2 separate regions of the Gossypium arboreum genome follow, and region 2 is linked to region 1. Evidence: chromatin contacts called from public Hi-C data. All regions are on one chromosome and are shown on one strand. The core of a region is the stretch at or near the end of the contact, and the rest is flanking DNA. Distances in the headings are between cores, read along the strand shown. Region 1 holds the start of LOC108460668. Region 2 holds the start of LOC108460325 (zinc finger protein JACKDAW-like).

Region 1 (4,146 bases), core at 675-3,174:
CTCATTGTCAAATGAGAAAAATATTTTTTATCTTTGAGTATCGTATGTGTTGTAGCACTATCTGCAAGACACATGTCTTCATTGATTTTGGGTCTATCGAAATTTTGTTGAATATTCATATTCTTCATAAAACAAACAAAATATAATATGATAAACATTACAAATATTTATTAAATATATCAATTATTTTTTTATGCAAGAAAATCAAATATACTTAAAAAAATGTCAAAATAACATCAATTTTTCTAATGATTCTCAAAGAAATCTGCCACATCTAGATGAGTTATATTATTAAGGTCGTTAAATTTATCATCCTTGTAGGCATGGTCAGTTTTATTATTATAGTGAATATCTTCATCTTTTGCCTCTATTTCATCATTTTGGGATATAAAATTTGTCTCCATATGCTTTCCCTTCCTTTTAATGGATGCTTGATAAAGTTTCACTAAATGCTCAAACGTACGACAGGTACGTGACCAATGCCCCTTCATACCACATCGGTAGCATATATTCTTAACAATCTTTGAAGGATTATTTTGACCACTTCTTTCTTGTCTTTCATTGTTATTATTTTTCTGGTGGTTAGAAGTATCATTGTTATGACCACCATGATAACGATTACTAATACGTCCTCGACCACGTCCCCTACTACGTCCACGACCTCGTACCGTGACTTCTATATTTTCTATTTTTATAATTATTGTGTCTTGCTACATTCACTTGAGGACCGTGCGAGAACCATGGGACGAATTCCATGATTTTTCATCAATAGCTCATTATTTTGCTCACCACCAAAAGGCATGAAATCAATTGAATACCTTTTAAAACCTTTTTCACGGTATTCTTTGCTGCAAGAGCACATTAGTAGCGTGAAAGGTTGAAAATGTTTTCTAACAAGTCCTTATCGCTTATGTTTTCTCCACATAATTTTAGTTGAGAACTAATTTTGAAAAGTTCGAATTGTATTCACTTACGCCTTAAAATCTTGCAACCGTAAGTGCATCCAATCATAACGAGCTTTAGGGAGTATCACAGTTTTCTGATGGTCATATCATTCTTTCAAATTTTTCCACAACTCAAGAGGGTCTTTCACTGTGAGATATTCCACTTTTAATCCTTCATGCAGATGATGACGGATGAAAATCATTGCTTTTGCCTTGTCTTGATTAGATGCTTCTTTATTTGCTAATATAGTATTTCCTAGACCTTTAGCATCTAGGTGAATTTCAGCATCTAACACCCATGACAAATAGTTCTTGCCTGAGATGTCTAAGGCCGCAAATTCAAGTTTGGCAAGATTTGACATTATAATCACTTGAATCAAAATAAAAAAATATTAGTAAATTAATAAGTATTCTCAATCGTAAAATAATTCAATTATATATACCAAATTTGCTAAATAATAATATGTATGTCAAATATTGGCATAAAGAGGAATAGTCATGATAATAACTTAACACAAATTAAATTAATTGAAATTTCTTTTAATAAAAAATGTATATATAATTATCATTATTAGATTTTAGTTGTAAAAATAAATATGTAAATGTTACCCAAAACAAATATTTCATCTAGAAAATAAAATAAAAGAATTATGAAAATACGATACCGTATATAGTTTAACGGAGTTATACGGGTAAATTATAAAAAGTCGAAATGACGTAAACTTCACTATGAATTAAGTAGAGAAAATACGAGAAAATTTCATTATTTTATTTTCACTTACAAGATACTATTTATAAGCTCCTTTACATTCAATTAATAAAGGTATTACATTAAATGAATTAAAATTTTTAATTACTTTATTTAATAATCTCTTAATTATAAATTAAATAAAGAGTTTTATTTCATTTCTTTAATATGCTTAAAGAGGGTTTACTACGCCCATTTAATTTACAACAAAAAGGAGATTTTTTTAAATACAAAATAGAAAAGAACATAATTGGGGGCCGAATGGTAAGTGCCCAAAGTCAAGAAAATGGAGGTGAAAATCGGAGCATATCAAACTCAATACAAAATAAATTATAATAAAGAAAACCTGGAAATCTTTCCCATCTTCATCATCAATCCCTCTCTCAGTTTATAACTACAAAGACCAATTAAGATCACTCTCTTGAATCCTCCACCGTCCATTCCGTTGACTTCCCTTAAACTTCCCGAAAAGTCTAACCTCTTCTCATAACTCCCACCCATACAGGGCCCTTCTCCTCCTTTGATCCCCCATTCCCCATTTCAACAACAGAAAATTACCCATAAAAGACTTATTTTCTTTTTGGGTTTTCTTTTGGTCTTCGGATTTAGGAAATAAGAAATTTTCAAAATTGAGAAGAAGTAGAAGAAACCCTAGTGTGTCATGATCAGATGTTATCGGGTGTAAGATAAGCGACACCATGATCAACACGGCCAACGGTACGATTTCGACCTCTTCGTCCTCGGCAAACGCTCAATCGCCGGGTTTGAAGACTTATTTTAAAACTCCAGAAGGTCGATATAAGCTTCACTATGAAAAGACTCACCCTTCTAGCCTTCTTCACTATGCTCATGGCAAAACTGTTACTCAGGTAACTTCAAATTCCTAGGGTTTCCTTTTTTTTCTTAAATTATTGAAAAGAAGACTATCTTTTGGGTTACTTATTTGGGTTTTGATCAAGACCAATCATCCGATTTCACTTTAAATTACTCTCTTTTGTTTTTCTTTATTTCTTTTTATTTTAGTGTGGGTTTTCCTTTTTGTGTTTTTGATACACTAATGTTATAATTAGATAATGAGAACATTTCCAATTTATTAGTGAGAAGAGGGGTTTTTACATGTACCCATCTGTTAGAAGAACTTGAAGAACATATTTTATTAGATCATTTTGTATCATCGGTGTTTAAGCATTATTGATTACAAGTTTAAGCTTCAAAGAGTTTGAATCAATGCCCTTACTTATAAAGTCAAATTTTGATCGTTTTGCTTATACTTATGTATTATTCGTTTGTTGAGATTGTATTGATTAAGTCCGGCTGTCAGGTTACCCTAGCACATTTGAAGGAGAAGCCAGCTCCATCAACTCCGACGTCTTCATCGTCCAGCTACAGTGCCAGCAGTGGGGTCAGATCAGCAGCAGCAAGGTGGCTAGGTGCTGGGAACGGGAGCCGCACGCTTGGATTTGCTGGAGGGAATGGTGGGAGTAAAAGTATTGGTAGTACTAGTAGGATTGGGTCATTGGGTGCTTCAAGTTCTAGTAATTCAATCAATAATATGAATTTTGATGGGAAAGGCACTTATTTAATCTTTAATGTTGGTGATGCTATCTTTATAAGTGATTTGAATTCTCAGGACAAGGTAATTTAGCATTTTTTTTTGTTATGGTTTTTGATGTAAGAGAAGCCATCTGTGGTTTTTGAGAATATTGGTGTTTAATGTAGGATCCAATAAAGTCTATCAATTTCAGTAATTCGAACCCTATCTGCCACGCATTTGATCAAGATGCCAAAGATGGCCATGATTTGCTTATCGGGTTGAATTCTGGTGATGGTAATTCTTCTTAGCTTATTCTAATTTGCAATTTTAGCTCAAGGGTTTAAACTCTGCAAATTTATCAGTTCTGTGTGTATTACTGTAGTTTACTCTGTGTCACTGAGACAGCAGTTACAGGATGTTGGAAAGAAGCTTGTTGGGGCGCAGCATTACAACAAAGATGGTTCTGTCAATAACAGGCAAGTTTTACATTACTACATCCATTATACATTTCCTAACCTTTCTTCGCCATTCGAGTATACTTTTTAAAAATTTCGAGTTTCAAATGTTTTGTCTTAGGTCTTCATGCATGTGATTTGTAGAATTTTGTGCTTTAGAGGCTAAACTAGTACATGATGGTGTAAAGATAAATTGTGGTACCCAATGGCTTGGAGCTGGATAATTTCTATGACATCTTATATAGATTTGTTTTTCTTTTAAATGATGCATATTAAGCTTACGCCACTTTATGATATCATTTTCTTGAATCTGTTTTGGTGTAAAGATAAATTGTGGTACCCAATGGCTTGGAGCTGGATAATTTCTATGACATCTTATATAGATTTGTTTTTCTTTTAAATGATGCATATTAAGCTTACGCCACTTTATGATATCATTTTCTTGAATCTGTTTTTGTTATTTTA
Region 2 (4,534 bases), core at 566-3,065, 170 kb before region 1:
TCCAAATAAAAGCTTATCACTTGCTCTCGCAAAAATTCGAACCCAAATAAGTTTTATGGATGAACCACATTTGATCATCAAACTAAAACAAGAAAGTTTTAAAAAGATGTTATTAATAGTTTATAAATTTCAAATAGTATGCACACATTTATATTTATTTATTTAGATAAATAAATTACATATTTTAATAATAATATTATAGAGAAATTATTTTTTGGAAGCTTTCCACCAAATCATCTATGGTCTATTTCAAATTATTTAATGACATTTTAGCAATTTTCTCCATGTCATTGACACATAATTTTAGTAACTTTTTTACCTTGAATCACGAACTCAAAACTTTGAACCTTAAACCTCGAACCTCGAACCTCGAACTTGAACCTTGAACCCCGAACCCAAGGTTGGGTTTAGGGTTCAAGGTTCAAGGTTAGTATTAGGATTTAGATTTCATGGTTCGGGGCTTAGGGTATAGGATTTAGGATTCATGGTTCAATGTTCAAGATTCAAGTCCAAGGTCCAAGGTCCAGGGTTCGGTGTTCAAGATTTATGATAAAAAAATTTCCAAAATTATATGTCAATGACATGGAAAAATTTGTTAAAATATCATTAAGTAGTTGAAAAGAGACCATTGATGACGTGGTGGGAAGGGTCCATAAAATAATTTTTCTATTATTATAATTAGGTCCACTTTGGTACTTGTACTTTTTTTATCGACTTTGGTACTTGAACTTAGTAATTAGATTCATTTTGGTCCCTAAAATTGAAAAATATAAAATTTTAATGATGCGACACCTTGATACGTGTCAGACCATTACTTGAAAATTGAAAAAAAATTATATAAATTTTCAGGTAATGACGTAATACAATAAAGTATCATAAAAAGTGTTCTAATAACTAGACTAGTCGTTGAATCAAATAGATTACTGATTCCTGATTCAATCGGTTTGATCGATTAACTGCTAGACAAATAATAATTAAATAGATAATTAAAAATTCATAAAAAATTTTAAAAAATATTAATCTGATTCAACTATCATTTTTTGTCTCAATATTCTATTTTTATCAGTTTCGAACAGTTTTTTATTCAATAAATTCAATTTTTTTGTTTGGACTAGGGTATCAGTCAGTTTTTTATCCAATCGGCCCAATTGACCAATCCAGTCATATCCCAAAAGTATTAATCACATTATCAAATATTGATGAAATTCAAATTTAAATATTAAAATAAACCCGATTGCCAAGTTCAAGTACAAAGTAAAAAAAACTACAAATGCCAAATCATACTAATAATAATAATAATAATAATAATAATAATAATAATAATAAAGGTGACTACATTGATATGAGTGGCAACATATATACATAATAGACTTTTGTTGTATAAGAAAGAGTACGATGATAAACATTTGATGTTTTGGATTGAATTTGATAAAAAAGAAAAAACATTGAGACGATTTACTTTCTCATTTAAAAATCAAATCACCCGTCTTGGAAGTTAGTAAGCCGAATACTATGGGATGTGGGGAAGAAAAACAAAGGATGAGAATGTAGGTGTGAGTAGGAAGATGCAGTGGAATACTTGATGAGGGATGCTGATGCTGGAGGAGGGTGCAGCATCTGAATCACAATTCAAATCTGGGTCCCTCTTCCCAGACAAGTATCACGGACCGTCCTTTCACTTCTCAGTAATCCCTCCCCTCGGCCCCTTTCTTTATCTATCTCTTCCTTCTTACCCCTAAATCCAATCTGCTCTTACTTTTAATTATGGTTTAATCATTTCATGCGTAAATAAACTGCTCAAAACTGGCTGTAAAGGCATTTCCCTTTTAACCCAATCTTCACCCCGCCCTTTTTCATACACTCTCATCACTACACAAACACACCCCAAACCAAATCCCTTTCATTTCACCTTTGTTCTTCCTTTTCTATCACTAAACTAAATAAATACCATCCATTTCTCTTTCTTTTATACCTATTATTACTCTATTCTAGTAGCTTTTAGCCTTTTACTTGGCTACTACTACAAATACTATTAATATATTTACATATTTTTAAACTAGCCTACGTAATTTGAGCTCAAAAGGTAGCTACAACAACTACAAAAACACACACAAAAATCAATATGTTTTCACCTCAGCAGCAGCTGGTCTCTCAATAGCAGCAGTTTGGTCGCTTTCTTGCACACACAAAAGCAAATTTCAACAACCGTGTATTTGTGTATGAAAAAGAAAGTTGGGGGGGAAGGGGTGACGGTGTTGCCTATCTACATCAATGGCTGACCGACCGACTTTAAAGATATGGGTAAATATAGAAAAGGAGGACGTAGTTGAATAGTGTAAGAAAAAAAAAGATAAAAGAGAGAAACACAGAGATATTCTCTTCAGTAATCATAGATTTTGTTGTTTTTCTTTTGAAATCAAATTAAAAAAAAAAACCAGATCTCTGTAAGAAGAGTAATCTGTTTGTGTTTGGAGATTCCTTGTTCTCTTATGTTTTGAACTCGTTTTTTTAGCCGTTTTGAAAGCTAGTTGTTTTCTTATAACTAATTCTCATAACTATCAGTTTTGGGGGAAAAAGATGTCTGGTGATGGGTTTTCTTTACCTGTTTCAATAGGAGGGTTTGTTCATCAAGAACAAAATAATACAAACCCTAACCCTAAATCCAATCCCGTTAAGAAGAAGAGAAATCTTCCAGGAAATCCAGGTAAGTTTGCTTGATCAATTCTTTTTTTTTCTCTCTCTCTTTTGATGATACCCTTTTCTTTGTTTTTATTGATGAACCGATTTATTCCAGTAATTAATTAATTAATTAATTAATTAATGTTCTTTTATTTGTCACGTAACAGATCCAGATGCTGAAGTTATTGCTCTATCTCCCAAAACTCTCATGGCTACCAACAGATTCATATGTGAAATATGCAACAAAGGTTTCCAACGAGACCAAAACTTGCAGCTTCATCGAAGGGGTCACAATCTTCCATGGAAGCTGAAGCAAAGAAACAACAAAGAACCAGTTAAGAAGAAGGTATACATTTGCCCCGAGAAAACCTGCGTCCACCATGATCCATCGAGAGCACTCGGTGACCTCACTGGGATAAAGAAGCATTTCAGCAGAAAACATGGAGAAAAGAAGTGGAAGTGTGAGAAATGTTCGAAGAAATACGCCGTTCAATCCGACTGGAAAGCTCACTCCAAAACTTGTGGTACTAGGGAGTACAAGTGTGACTGTGGGACACTGTTTTCCAGGTACATAAATGCTCATAATCATGTATATATGTGAGGACTTCCTAATGATTAGGTCATAAATGGTTAGTGTAATGAATTTGGGGTTGTTTTAATGCAAACAGAAAAGACAGCTTTATCACACATAGAGCTTTCTGTGACGCCTTAGCTGAAGAGAGTGCAAGATTCAGTTCCGTTGCTGGTGCAGCCACAAATCTAAATTTCAGAAACGATGTTGTGAATCTGCCTATTGGATTTGGTGGAATTCCTCAGTTTGGTTCCGGTTTTACACAAGATGTCAGTGGGATGACTGTATCAGGTACTTGCATAATCCCTTCGTGTCTAAATCCCAGTTTTCTTTTGATATTATGATTAGTAAACGAGGCCATGTTCATCTTACTGCTAGGTCTGCCTGAGATGGTCCAAATGGCTTCAGGCAATCTATTTGGTTCATCTTCACTGAACAATTTTGGTACAGATTCCAATCCTCCTCTATTGCCATTGCCACAAGGTCTAAACGAAGAAGGTGGAAGCAAAGGCAAGTTGATGGAAAGCTTGTCGCCTCTCTACTCGGATACTCAAAACGAGCAATCCAAGCCTGCTGCACCAATGTCTGCAACTGCGCTCTTGCAAAAAGCAGCCCAGATGGGTTCAACAAGAAGCAAACCGACGTCCTTCTTTGGGAACAGTTTTTGTGTAATGAGCTCAACTTCTTCTCAAAGGTCAGCTAGTTTGAGATCGACTCAAAATAGAAACGATCAGCTGCAGCAAATATACCCAAATGTGAAGCAACAAGAGAGTAATTTAATGGCGTCAAGTAGTGTATCAATGAGTGCTTATGCAGGTCTCGGAACAAGCAACAACTTTGATAGGCTCATCTTACAAACAGGAGTGAAACAAAATGCCCCAAATCAATTAAAGATGCACCCTGGTTCAAACTCAATTGACCAGAGCTTAACTAGGGATTTCCTTGGCATGGGCAATGATCAGTCTGCTCGTCCATTTTTACCCCAGGAACTAGCTAAATTTGTATCAATTGGTTCAACCATGGGTCTGAATCAATTCAGCAGCAGCAACCACTAAGCTTAGCTACCTTTCCAAATTCCAAATACCGTTACAACTTACATGCATACAGCTCAGTACATAAAAGGCGGCAAAAATATAGGGTCGTGGTCCTTTATAGTTACGAAAAAGCTGATAATTGGGGACCGAGTTGGGGTGTGAGTGAATTAAGGCAAAGCAAAAGCAAACCCCAGAAAAAGGAACAGAAGTTCATCTTGTGAAGAGGGGTCCCAATTCCATGTTTGAAAAG

The links. A called contact is a pair of places that touch in the nucleus more often than the background predicts.
Region 2: a Hi-C map of leaf shows a contact between it and region 1, with 2.6 times the contacts expected there. The contact joins the promoter of LOC108460325 here to the promoter of LOC108460668 in region 1. A contact is called at or near these places in 2 of 5 Hi-C or Micro-C datasets (both in leaf).

Annotation. Positions count from the first base shown.
Region 1 is chr4:100,188,990-100,193,135 of ASM2569848v2, reverse strand. It overlaps LOC108460668, which reads left to right and starts at 1,924. Exons shown (of 11, transcript XM_017760254.2): 1 at 1,924-2,561; 2 at 3,014-3,328; 3 at 3,412-3,520; 4 at 3,609-3,702. The coding sequence starts at 2,391.
Region 2 is chr4:100,359,950-100,364,483 of ASM2569848v2, reverse strand. LOC108460325 (zinc finger protein JACKDAW-like) reads left to right here and starts at 1,815. Exons shown (of 4, transcript XM_017759774.2): 1 at 1,815-2,704; 2 at 2,847-3,246; 3 at 3,348-3,541; 4 at 3,629-4,534. The coding sequence starts at 2,578. The coding sequence ends at 4,305.